2 separate regions of the Mus musculus genome follow, and region 2 is linked to region 1. The links are chromatin contacts, called in public HiChIP or PLAC-seq maps. All regions are on one chromosome and are shown on one strand. Each heading gives the region's core, a stretch centred on a gene start, on an enhancer-like site or on the middle of the called end of the contact. The rest is flanking DNA. Distances are from core to core; before and after follow the strand shown.

Region 1 (6,628 bases), core at 349-2,848:
AGGCAGCTTAGCAAGTTGGAGAACATTTCTTTCAAATACCTTAGGTGTTCTGAGCCTCGTCCAAGCAGAATGGCTGATGTAAGCGTGTCTTTTACCAGTCTTACTGCTTATATGCACTTGAGGATGGGGGGGACACCTAGTATATCCAGTTATTTTCAGGGACTTCCTGAAGCCTTTGAGTTGTTTACTTCCTGAGTTTAAAGAACTTTTCTGCAAGATGGAGCATTTCATGTCAACCTAAAACATCCTGTGTCTTAAGAATCTCACATCCAAGGTAGAAAATTATGTGCACGTACGCGCATGCGTGAGTGTGCCTGTGTGTGACTGCATGCCTCTAGATGCCTTCAGAGGCAAGAGAAGGATGTTGGAGCTCCTGGAACTGTTCACTGGCGCTTCAGGCACTTGTGGACCGCCCAGTATGGGTGATCAAAACTGAACTCTGGTCCTCTGCAAGAGCAGCAAATGCTCTTAACCTTGGTGCCTTCTCTCTACCCCTGCATTAAAATCATTTTAGTAAGAGGAAAGAAGAGTACCTGGATAGCATCAGGCTATGTTATGCTTGGCGTGGCTCAGATTGCTCCAGGAGCTGTAGAGGAGAAGATAACCGTAAACTCTAGTTCAGACATGGAGGATCCAGAGTTTGCTTGAGATCCATGACTACTGCATCACTGCCAGGACTCAAACTTCAGTGTAATTCATTCCTTACGCTGGGTGCTTATTTCTCCCTGTAATACCATCTGCCATGATGTATCTGGAATCCTCAAGTGTGTGCCTATCTAGAGTTTGTTGTGCTGTTAGGTGAATATGCTAATATTCTGGTAAACTCAATAAGGCTTTGCTTTAGAGTGAGGTCAGTTGAAGATATATTTGAAACTAGAGCATAAGCTTATGAAATTTGAAATCTTCCATTAAAATATTCAGAAATGGTAGGTCTTTTTTTTGAGACTTATCTCCTCTGTAATAATTTAATGAAAAACAAATTTTCCCAAGGTACACAAGAATTTCACTAAAAATATAGCAAGGTTTGTGTAGTACAGTGGATTAGACATCCCTGTTGGTGAGTTTATGATATTTGCACTGGGGAACTGCTAAGGGCATCCTGAAACCCATGTTCTAATACAGTCAGAAATGGTAGGAATGCCTTTTGAATTGACATTTTGCATATTTTAAAGACACCAGCTGTACGAAACAAACAATGTCAATACAACTCTCTCTCTCTCCCCCCCCCCTCTCTCTCTCTCTCAAGGCTACTCGGCATGCTGAAATGGTGGCCATTGATCAGGTCCTAGACTGGTGTCATCAGCATGGACAGAGCCCTTCCACTGTATTCGAGCACACCGTGTTGTACGTCACTGTGGAGCCGTGCATCATGTGTGCTGCCGCCCTGCGCCTTATGAGTATCCTTTGGCTTCTAGACTTCCTGCCTTTACCTTGCCTGTGAGCACAACATGGCCAGATTCACGACCCATTGTTCTTTCTTTTTAGTGCTTGTTTTTCTTTTCAACGTTGAGAATGGAAGCCAGGCTCTTGTACTTGCTGCATCTGCTCTGTCCCTGAGCCATAGCCGTCCTTAGCTTTCAGTTCCTTAATGTGTGGAAACAGCGTTATGAAATACACTCTACAATTTAGCCAGAAACAGGAAAACCAGTTTCTACACAGCAGAGTGACCTGTTCTTTCTCTGTATCGACAGCCATGAAAGAATTGAATACTTAAGCAAAGGGAAGAAAAGCTCTTTTGTCAGGATAAATCCAAATTAAGGTGGAGCACAGGAGGCATTCTGAGGACTATGCTTTGCCTTGTATGACAGCTTATGTGTAATTTAAATATTTTCAGTTAACCCACTTTTGCCATGAATACCTATCACAAAGTACAAGAAAAAAGGAGAGAGAGATTAAGTTCGAGGTAAATAAGAAGTAAAAATGTCTCGCTATGCTACCATTGTATATGCGTGGGAATTAGTTAGTCTTCAGTTGGGTTGTATTCGCATAGACCACGCAATATAAATGCTGAGTGCAGTCCATCTCTAGACTGGTATGTATGTTTGTATGTTTGTATGTATGTATTTCATAGCACCAAGAGCCTCGCACATGCTAGGCAACCAGGCTAGCTACGTAGCCATGTATTCTCTCAGTTTTTCTTTCCATTGTTGAGGTTGGACTGCCGTCCCTGATCCATCCTCCGAGGGCTAGGACTACAGGCACATGCCATCACACCAGGTTTCTATCCAAGTTTGACATGTTAATTAAATTTATTTATTGTGAGGGGCATGGGCATGCCACCACACTTGTGTGACAATCAGAAGACAATGGCCAGGAGTCTGTGCTCTCCTTCTGTGGGATCCTGGGATTAAATTATGGATCTTCAAAGGTAAAACTCCTGAATTAAATTTCCAATTCTGCGATGGTTCTGAAAGTCTGGTTGAGGAAAGAGCAGAGAATTGGTTTGCATGTGAAGCGGAAACACTCGGCCTCTGCTCTGTTTGCAGTTACCAGGGTTGGTTGGTTGATTTCTTTACTATTGTTATAATGGCAAGCGCATGCCGTGGCTCATGCAGAACTCAGAGGACAAGCCTGAGGTCCTCCCCCTCCACCATTAAGGAGGTCCCAGGCATCGTGCTCAGGTTGTCATGGTTGCATGGCAACTGCTTTTACCAGCTGAGCCAACTGACTGCTAGATTTTTAATTTCTACATAGATAAAGTCTCTTTCTATTCTTTTGCATAACTGGGTTTTGTTAATTGTTTTGAAGTCTGGACTGAGCTTTCCCAGGCAGTTCATCTCAGCCTGCGCTTGCCGTGGTTCTTTACATCCCGTGTAGGACCTTAATTCTGTACTATAAATCCCGCTGGTCGTCTATGGCTGTCAGAACGAACGGTTTGGTGGTTGCGGTTCCGTCCTAAACATTGCCTCTGCTGACCTACCCAATACTGGAAGACCGTTTCAGGTAATACAGTCTACTTGTGTTTTCCTTCCCTTCCTCTCTCTGTTCCTTCTTTCTTTCCTCCCTTCCTCCCTCCATGCCCCGTTTTACTTACCACTTGATGGACTTACCAATTAGTCCGAGAACCCGTGACAGAATCAGACAGTACCGTGGGTGAGGATTCGTGGGTTTTCAAGTCCTGAGCTTGGGGTGAGCTCAGGGATTGGCGGGTTTCCGTGGCAAGCTCGGGGATTGGTGGTTTCTCCCAAGGTTTTCATGCTCAGTGATTGGTGCTTTTCCGTGACAAGCTCAGGGACTGGTCGGATTCTGCTTCTTGTCCCCGGTCTTGGGGTCAAGTCAGGGTCAGGGTGTTTTAGCTTTGGCCCTTTTACCCTACACTGGCTTGTCATTCTTAGCTGTGGACGCGATTTGTTCCACTAAGAATAGTTTACCAGTCCAAGGCATATAGCATCCCATGGTTGGAGAAATATAGCAGGTAAAACTATGAGCACCTGTTCAGCATCTCATTTAATCACTACGTCAAACCTCAAGTCCAGTTACACAGCACGGAGGGTTTAAGTAGTGCTCTCTAGCGTAGTATTTACACTACAGTTTAAGTGATTAGTATTAGTGGTTGAGATGTTTGGTTCAGGCTGGGTGCCCATTCTCTTGGAAATGTATGTCCTTAGTCGTGCTTTTATTTGTCCCAAGTAATGAACACTGTATGGAGTCCCCGTATGTCGTTGTAACTGTGTATGTCCCCGTATGACGTTGTAACTCCCCACTGTGGAGACACATAACCCACATCCAGTCATGGCTGACGCTCACTTCACGTTCCTCCCTTCATCAGTGCATCCCTGGGTACCGAGCTGAGGAGGCTGTGGAGCTCCTAAAGACCTTCTACAAACAGGAGAACCCAAATGGTGAGTTTTCTCCTGGTGGAGTGTCTCACCGAAACACGACTCGCTGTGACGGAAGCTTCCTATCCCTTGCTTTTCACTTAGCTGACTTTTTTTTTTTCCTTTCAGCGCCAAAATCAAAAGTTCGGAAAAAGGATTGTCAGAAATCCTGATTCTGTAATGATCAACGTCTAGTACAGTTTGGAGACCTGGACAGAATTCCTGACCGAGAGCCGCTGACGTCGCTGGTCACGTTTATATGTTATTACTGTGTGTAAAAATGGTGTCGCTCGTCATTTGCTCTGTTAAAGGAACAAATTAGCCCTTTTAAAAATGTCTGGCAATGTAAACAACCGTGAGCTCTTCCACCAAGCTGAAAGACTATTTCCAGGAAGGGGCGGGATTAAGGTTGAGGTCCCAGAGATCCGCAAGCAGCGCCGCCCTTCACCCACAGCCTCAGTTAGCTCTGGCTTAATGAAGCTTTTTGTGGCTGTGAAGAGGGCCAAGTGGTGAAATGCTTGCCATGCAACCATGAGGATTGGGTCCCCATCAGTGCCAGGTGGGTGGTTTGGTGGCCTGCCTGTGATTCCAGTGCTTGGAAAACAGAGATGGGCTTCCGAGATCCCAAAGCAAGCTCTGGGGTCAAATGAGAGATATTGCCTCGATAATTCATGTGAAGAGAGATCTAGGAGGAACCTGGTGTCATCCTTAGGCGTCACGTGTTCATACGTCAACCCAGATGCAGGCACATCACACGTGACACCGTGACACACCTACACATGCCAAACAAAAAGGGACAAATCTCTGGAAGATTGATCAAGATCAAAACAGGAAGTAGAAGAAAGAGAGAAAGCTTTGACATTTTACTGAGTGCATTCAGACCAGGTCCTGCACCGGACTCCACAGCACAGGCACCTCCTCGGGCTTGTCCTGACTTGTATTGACTTTGTATATGAATGACCAGGCATGTCCAGGGTTCATGTGGGTGTGAGGCAGAGGCGACTCTCAGGTGCTGTTCCTTAGATGCAGGGCCACCACTCCTTCCTTCCTGCCTTTTTTTTTTTGAAAGAGAAGATTTCTTGAAATTTACCATTCAGCTAGGTAGGCTGTCCAGGAATGCCCGGGCTCCACCTGTGGCCTCTAGTACAGGAATTACAGGCATGCACCACCATGCTCCCTCCCTCCCTCCCTCCCTCCCTCCCTCCCTCCCTCTTCTCTTTGAAATGTGAATTTTGGAGCTTGAACTCAGGTCCTCCTGCACTTGACTGACTGAGATAGCTCCCCAGCCCTAGAACAATTTTAAAGAGTATCTAGATAAAACAGATGCTTATAAAGCAAGTGTTTGAGTCGTTTTTAGAAATATCATAGCATATTGCTACAATAAAGTTTTATTCATTGCCCTCTTTCAAGAGGAATAGACTTTAAATAGTGAGTGCTGGACAGATGGCTCAGGAGTTAAAAATAAATACTGCTTTTCCAGAGGATACAAGTTTGGTTGCCAGTATCACCTCTGGGCAATTTACAATCTCTAATTCCAGTTCCAGGGGAACCAGTACCCTCTTCTGGTTTCTGTGGGTACCAACACTTACATGTGCACACAATTCTACTACAGACACACACACACATAAAAGTTCTCAAGGAGAAAATTGAAAGTGGAGTAGTTCCTTACCATGGAGCAACTACTCCTTTAACGTCCATTTCTTCCCTTACTCTCAGAACAAAGACCTTATATTCTTCAGAGCGAGAAATGAAAATAGTCCGTTATATAATTTGCTGGAGGATGACACTTACTGCTGGACATAATGGTGCACACTGCAGCCCCACTACTGGGGAAGTCGAGGCAAACGAATCATGAACTCAAGGCCTGGGCTATGTAGGGACCACCAGCCCTCCCCCTCACCCCCTCCCCTGCCAACGCCCCAGTTAGAACCAGTTGCTGGTCGGAATAAGAATGCAGGAATGATGGTTACAAGATTGCATAAAATGATCCATTGAATCCGAAATAACAAAGCTATTACTCTTTTCAAATGCGGATGATGAAGCTTAAATTGAGTATCTAAAAATTTGACCTCTCAACAAAATCTCTGATAAGGGTCACTGGAGCAAGGTGCGGCTTTTCCGCGCCGTCCTGGGCGCAGTGTGCCTCTCTGCCCAGAAGGGGGCCTCGCTGTTCCACCACAAGGCCAGTGCCAGCGCAGCCTCAGTTTCTTCAGCGCGTTCAAGTCCTTGATGCAAAGCGGCTGTGTTTGTTGACTCTGCCATTTGAGCGCTGTCTCCGACTTGTTTGTTTTGAATTACATTACAGGCTGGAATGTGATTGTGGCGGTAGTATTTTTAAATTGCCCGGGGGAGCAGCTAATCACAGTTACATGCTTCAGAGGATTTATAATTGCGTGGTTTTGTGCGCGCGTGTGTTTTTAACAGCATTTCAGAAGTTTTATGAGCGAAGAGTACGCAGGATTTTAAATTTACAATAATGGTCTGTGCACCTTCTCTTCGGTTTTAGCTACTTTAAAGACTCTCTTCTCATTAAGTTTTAGTGCCTTGACTAGTGTGTTCCTTTCTGCAGTTGGTCATAATTCATTCCTGGCTCCCGTGCTCTCCTGCAGGCAGACATCATTATATGTACTGACTTCATATCATTTGGGGGGAATTATTTGTGCTCGAAACAACCTGAGATCTTATCTTTGTAGAGTACCATCAGATTATTCTGGCTCATGATAAACCTTTAAGAGTAAATTTAGCTTGAATTTAGGGAGAAAATAATAATAATAATAATAATAATAATAATAATAATAATAATAATAATA
Region 2 (6,673 bases), core at 1,048-3,547, 920 kb after region 1:
AGTGTTCTCAGCTCCACTTAGCACCAGAAAACGTTTTCAGGTAATGTAAATAGTAACAAACCGAAGCTCAAACTTAGCTAGTGTGTGCGTGTGTGTGTGTGTGTGTGTGTAAATAAATGTCTAGCTCTAGCTTGTTTGTACCTTACAAAGGCCTATTTTTCAGTTAATCTTAAATAAACTCCAGGAAACCTGTATGTCAAAGCTTTCTTCAAATAGCACTTGCATCTAGACTTGATGCCTTTAATTTTTTTAAATTAAATTTATTCGTATTGTCTTGTGTGTGAACGCTTTGCTGCATGTGTTTACGTGCACCGTGTATGTGTCTGGTGCCTGTGGAAAACAGATGAGAGTGTTGGATCCCCAGGAACTGCAGTTAGGGATGGCTGTGAACAACTATATGGATGCTGGGAATACAACCCTGGCCTCTGCAAGAGCATCAGTTGCTCTTACCCATCTCCCCAGTACCTGAACATTACGCCAATGGTTTAATTTTCTTTTTAATTTGAGAAATTTTGATTCTTACACTCTGAAATCCGGAGTGCATATCCTTTAAAGGTTTCCCAGATGGGAACTTTGGATGCCCAATTGCTAAATAAAGCAAATAAGAAATCATTTGTAGCTGATTTTTTAAAGATCTATTTTTTTTTCTATACTGTGCTAAATGGGCAACAAAACCCAAGTGTCAGATACAAGTGTAACCCTGGCATTTGAGAGCAAAAAGCAGAAGAATCAAAAGTTCTAAGCCAGCCTTAGCTATGTAGAAAGTTCTAAACCCACGAATGCTCCATGAGACCGTATTTCAAAAGCAGCAGCAACAACAAAGCAAACAGAAGGAATACACTTAAATATTTTTATTTGAGTTCTTGGATAGCTGTAGCGAGCAACTTGAGAAGGTAGCTGGTAAAATCCACCTCCAGAAAGATGTAACTTGGGTTACATGTTTCATTCATTACTTTCAGTTGTCTGCAATATATATGGTGATATGTCAGGCTGTAAGGAGTTCAGAGCTCATTTGATGTTTTGAAAGTTTAAAATATCTAGTAGCTCTGATAGTTTCTAAAAATTAGCCCTAAAGTCAACAGCTGAGAATTCTGGGGCCAGTGTCATCACTAAAGGGTCAGGAGAGTCACTTGTTCCTGCAGCTCAAGGCAACAGCTGCCAGATGGAAGTAACATCAATGAAATGTAAATAACATGTCAGATGCTGACATGACCTGTGTGGCTGATGACATCCAGAATGGGCAACTTCATCAGAACATGTATTTAGCCCATTTCTGATGACCTTGCACATTTTCAGGCTGGGAAGGAATCTAAAAGGCAATCTGGCTGTGACATCTCTGTGTTAATGTGACAGACAGACATGGCGAGGGACACAGCCCCATCTCCCCATTCTCCTTAAGCTCTGCTTTCAGAGAGAGCCTTTCCATATCAGGGAAGGCCTCTGGCACCACAGGCTGACAGTGGCCATTCTCATTTCCCACTTCACTCCCACAGCCTTACGACATCAGTCCTCACCACCAGTCCCTCCAAAGTTAACCAGATGACTGTTTCATTTCCTCTTGTGATTATTCAATCTCCAAATCTTTTTGGAAGCAGCATTCAGAGGAAGTTGTCACGATGACTTTGGCATGAGTTCAAAAGGAAATTATTTATTTGGATCGGCCCAGTTAGGTCTGACACAAGGAGAAACCTAACAAGATAGGGAACCGAAAGATGCTAATGGGCTGCCTTCAGGTTGATAACGTTCTCAGTCTCTCAACGTATGCCCATGCATCCCAACCGCAAACACAGCTTGCTCTTCTGTAATACCATTCATGTTTCAACTGCCAACCCTGTCTTTCCTTGATCATCACGTCAAGAGAACATTCCATACTCAACTGCAAGGGATAATACTTCATTAAGCAAGTGAACGGTTCTAAGCCCCACTGGCATGCTTGCTCTGGAGAGGTACTTTCGATCCCTTGAAAGAGGATTAGACACTATATACACAAGCACACTCATGTTCATTTTTCATGGGAAACCCTTCTCCTTCAAGCAGTGGGTGAGCCTTTCCTGTCTCTCATGAAATAGATAACTTGAAACAACATGAACTGCATGCTATATTACTTAATCTACTGCTTAGCACTAGGTATGTTTTTTTCCTTGTTCATATTCATAGGCTACAAATGCACAACTCTAGATTAATCAAGTCAAGGACTTTCTTACCATCTAACACATCCACTGCTAACATATTACTGAAGAGGATGTGTTGACTCATGACAATTATTCAGACTGAGGCTTCTCACATGCTTTATAATATGGATGCCTCCAAGAGCATCCTTACCAGGCTGCTCGAGTTTCACTTCTACCATCTTGTCCTACTTCCTCAGACTTCCCTACTATGCTTCATTTTACTGCCTTACCATATTGTGGTCCTCAGGCCATCAGAGGTAGCATCATCTCTGGCCTAAACAAAACTTTCAGGTTAAGATTTTCAAGCAATTCGAAGATGTGTTCCTTTAAATAATAGCACAAGCCATACTTCCTCTGGAAACAAAAGAAATCTATAAAATACATGTAAAGCTCAGAGGATATTGCAGAAGAGACAGTGGAAAAATATATTTGTATGTATATATTTTACATATATGTATATGCATGTATGCATGTAATAATAAAAAAGCTAAAAAGAAGTATAAATTTGAAGGAAAGTGCAAACAGGCATATGGGAAGGTTTGAGGGAGGAATGGGAAGGGGGAAATGTCGTGGTTATATTATAATTTCAAAAGTGTAATTGAAAAAGAAACCAACAGAAAAAGAAAACACCTAGCACTGCACAGTGAAAGTAGACATAAGGTCTTACCACGGACTAAACAACAGCTCTTCTCACTAATGTGGGGAATATCTACAGTTAAGTCCACCAAGACATATCTCATCAGACTCTTGAATGAATGACCTGTACCTCTAGCTTCAAATTCTGGAAAGAAAGATACTAGCTGATCCAGCTAAGTCTATGGCTTGTTTCCTTCCCTCCAGGACAGAGCTCCACCCCTTGTACCACAGTTGATGACATTCTCCAGGCACAAAGCTTCTCTTGAAAGTGTCTGTTTCCTCTGCAACACTAATGATGGTATTTGTACAGCTTGCCTCCAGGGGTGGACCCTGACCTGCTGGGAACCAAATCACAGACTTCCTCAGTTGGATTTTCTTTCTGAGGAAAGCGAGATAGAGACACAGGACATTCACTTTGTTAGAGAATGAAGCTGATGGGTAAAGAAAGGAGAGGGGGTGGGGATGAGGGAGGGGATGTGGGCACAGATATAGGAAGAACAGATGACAGTAGTGTGGATGTGAGAGGTAGATACACTTTAGTTGCAGACATTCGATGCCATTGCAGCCAAATGTGTCTGCAGCCAACATCCCAATGAGCACGCCCCTCTGTACTCATTCTCCCTAGATGACCAATTCTGAGTCAAGGCTTCCTCAGTGTTCAGATGCTAGCAGCATACATACTCATTCTTGCTTGCAGATGTCGGCTAGATACTTTTCCTTGGATATCCCTCAGGCCCAACAATCCAAACACCATTCCACAATGGTCCACATCCTCTCTGATAGTGTTCATAGCATGAAAGATATTAGATACGGGCTAAGACTCTGTGTATCTCTTCTTTCTTTCTTCTCCAAGGTTTCAAAAATCTCATCATTTGTTCTATTTATGTATATCAAATCCACCCCTTCATCTAATTTCCTTCCATTATAAGTTTCTTCTCTTTTCTCTCCAGGAATAAGTTCAGCATGTGGCCTCACAGTTATCCAATACCCTTGCCACCTCCAAGCCATCTTACATATCAGTACCAGAAAGGCCTATCAAAATTCAAGTGTAAGTTTTAAAGTATTATCATCTCTAAGTGACAAGTGAATACCATACACAGCACTTCTTTTCTGCCCTGTTCATACTTCCAATCCACTACATCCACCCACTCACTCAATAAAGACTTCTGAAACTTCTGTGTGTCTGCACAGTCCCAGGTTCTAAAAATAAAATATTGTATAAGACAGCAGGGGCTGGAGAGATGGCTCAGAGGTTAAAAGCTCTTCCAGGGGTCCTGAGTTCAATTCAGGTCCTGAGTGCAACCACATGGTGGCTCACAACCATCTGTAATGGGATCTGATGCCCTCTTCTGATGTGTCTGAAGACACTGACAGTGTACTCACATACATAAAATAAATAATGAATATTTTAAAAAGGGAACAGTTTGTTTTTAAAAAAAAAGATAGCATCCCTGACTGTATGGGATATACAAATTATTAGAAATGCAGATAGATAGATAGATAGATAGATAGATAGATAGATAGATAGATAGATAGATGATAGAAACAGAAACTGTAGCAGAACAAATAGCTGAGTACAATAGACTATGTATAAATTTTGTAGAGACAGTGCCATGATCAGGGGGCTGAAGAGATGGCTCAGCAATTATGAGCACTCGTTGCTCTTCCAGAGGGCCTTGGTTCAATTCCCATATCTGCATGGTGGCTTACAATGATCTGTAACTCCAGTGTCTGGCTACTGTAGGCCCTGCACACACATGGTACACAGAGAAGCATGCAGGAAAAAAAAAAAACAGGTTGTGGTGTAGACCAGGGGCAGCAGACCATTTCCCGAGCACTTGTAAGGCCCTAAAGTCAATTCCGAGTGTTGCAGAGAAACAAAACAAAAACAAAAACAAAAACAAAAACAAAACAAAAAAACTGCAAAAGATGACTAAGAAGAGAAACAGAGAGAAAAAAGCGAGAGATGAAAGGCGAGAAGGGGATTAAGGACAGAAGGAAGGAAATATGTCTAAGAGAGAAGCAAATAGCAGAGGACAACATGTGGTTTAGATGGGAAGCCTGCAGAGAGGAAGTCAGGAGAGAAACAGAAAAGGTCTGGTCGGCGCGGTTAGCAAGGGTGACTGCCTGCCTACAGGTAAGACGGAAGCTGGATCATCCAAGGATGGGAAGAGATTAGTTCAGCTGAAATCCTGTGAGCAAAGTAGGGAGAAACAGACAACAGACACAGACAACCAAAAAAATGAATGAGGTTAGAGGTTACGGGATTTTTTTTTTACAAGCCTTGCCTCACCAACAAATTCAGCAAACGAGAAAAGAAAACAGGTTTAATTATGGGAAAGTAAAAATCCCCAGAGTTTTGTTTAGCCATAATTGTAAGTGTTTTAAATTTTCACTCATTTACATGAATACAAAGCTACCTGAGACAAAATGTCTTTGACTATCACGGCCACCTTATCATGAAGACTTGGCAAATGACAAGAAGTACAAATGATGACCAGTCACTCTGACAGTCTGCTTATGTGATAATGATCTCTGCGGTAGGGCACACTAGCATCACAAAGTCTCAAATCGCCAAAGCAAGCCTACACTAAGGGACAGCCAAGTAGCATCCAAGTGATCATCAGAGGTTGGTCTTACTTGCCTTTGGTGTGTTTCGTTATCCACAAAGAAAGACTAGAGAAACAATAGGTGAGACTCACTCATGTGTACTTCATGTGATTCTCTCACAGGAAGAAAAGCTTTCTGTGTGCATTACCTAGGCACCACTGCACTGGCAAACTGGCTTACCTGAAAAGATATTGCCAAGTAGCACCAAAGAAGAGAGCATCCCAGCCTCATAAAAGTTAATTGCCGCTCTCACACCCAGGCAGGCGATGATGTCACATATAGCACATCACTAACTTTTGAGCATTAACTTGTCCACACTGGCAGTACACTTGGCCTACAATGGGATGCTCAAATATGACATTTTACTGTCCTTTCCTGGGTTGTTATTTAACAGCATGATGTATTGATTACATTCATTTCTACCATCTGCTCATTTTGTTTTCTGGGAGCCTAATATCATGACTGTTGTTTTCCTTTAGAGGTCATCATATACAGTCAACAGAGCACGGTCTGTGGAGAGGTAGAGGAAAATAAACTCTAAGAGCTGGTAACTGTTATTACTTTCTGTTTGTTTTCTGTAATGTGGTGTAGGTGACGAACCTGAAATTAACAGCTAGAAGCAAATTTGGGGTTTGCAAATTGACCTTCCCAATGAGGTGGGAGGGGCCTGGGTGAAGATGGCAGCCGGAAGGATGTTAGGTCTGGATGTTAGCTCAAGTTTTCCACATGAGCCTTTAATTTGGGGCCATAAAAATAATCCACTCCAGCTTGTGCACACAAATGGAATCAGTTTAAATAGTGAAGGTTTAGAGAAATGCAAACTGCAGGTACAACTGACATGCTTTCTGTCTCATTGTGGGATGCGTCTTTATGCAAACTTCTTAGCAGCAAGGGAAAGCTGGTATAAAGTTCTATTAGATATTTTTCTCTTTTCCCGGATGAGAAAAGACAGACAGTCACCTCCCTGAATCCATCTGTGCTGATTGTAGGAGTTGGGACATATTACCAGCATATCACAGAGGCCCTGGTCTTCTTAGCTTTCCCATGAACCCATCTTGTGACAGTAAGGAGCCACGGAAGCCTTGGTTTCCACATGTCAAAAAAAATAGTTCATTGGGTTCTAAAACACTGGCATTAAGTTCAGTCTTCATGCAACTGTAAACTTCAGCTGTTTCTTTGTAGGGAAGAAAATTCCAGAAGAGTTATGAGGAAATCTGAGGTTTCCCTAAGGAAAAGCATCATGATGTGTAGTTTAT

What was found. HiChIP or PLAC-seq counts read pairs in DNA pulled down with a chosen protein or histone mark.
Region 2: a contact with region 1 is called in an H3K4me3 HiChIP or PLAC-seq map of bone marrow-derived macrophages, with 4 times the contacts expected there. The contact joins two enhancer-like sites. A contact is called at or near these places in 1 of 39 promoter capture datasets (hippocampal neurons), 1 of 115 datasets of contacts at active chromatin or transcription factors (bone marrow-derived macrophages) and 1 of 9 other capture datasets (liver).

The regions. Positions count from the first base shown.
Region 1 is chr10:13,558,868-13,565,495 of GRCm38.p6, forward strand. Adat2 (adenosine deaminase, tRNA-specific 2) reads left to right here. Exons shown (of 6, transcript NM_025748.4): 3 at 1,247-1,397; 4 at 2,837-2,943; 5 at 3,770-3,842; 6 at 3,948-4,509. The coding sequence ends at 3,991. Among named protein-coding and RNA genes, the nearest start is that of Pex3, 9.0 kb to the left of the region's middle. Within about 2 kb of position 1,599, at least 24 of the 459 cell types and tissues checked have an H3K27ac peak or open chromatin away from gene starts, as enhancers often do. A contact at or near this core is called in bone marrow-derived macrophages, where this site is marked.
Region 2 is chr10:14,473,519-14,480,191 of GRCm38.p6, forward strand. The region is part of intron 2 of Adgrg6 (adhesion G protein-coupled receptor G6); the gene reads right to left. Among named protein-coding and RNA genes, the nearest start is that of Adgrg6, 68 kb to the right of the region's middle. Within about 2 kb of position 2,298, at least 26 of the 459 cell types and tissues checked have an H3K27ac peak or open chromatin away from gene starts, as enhancers often do. A contact at or near this core is called in bone marrow-derived macrophages, where this site is marked.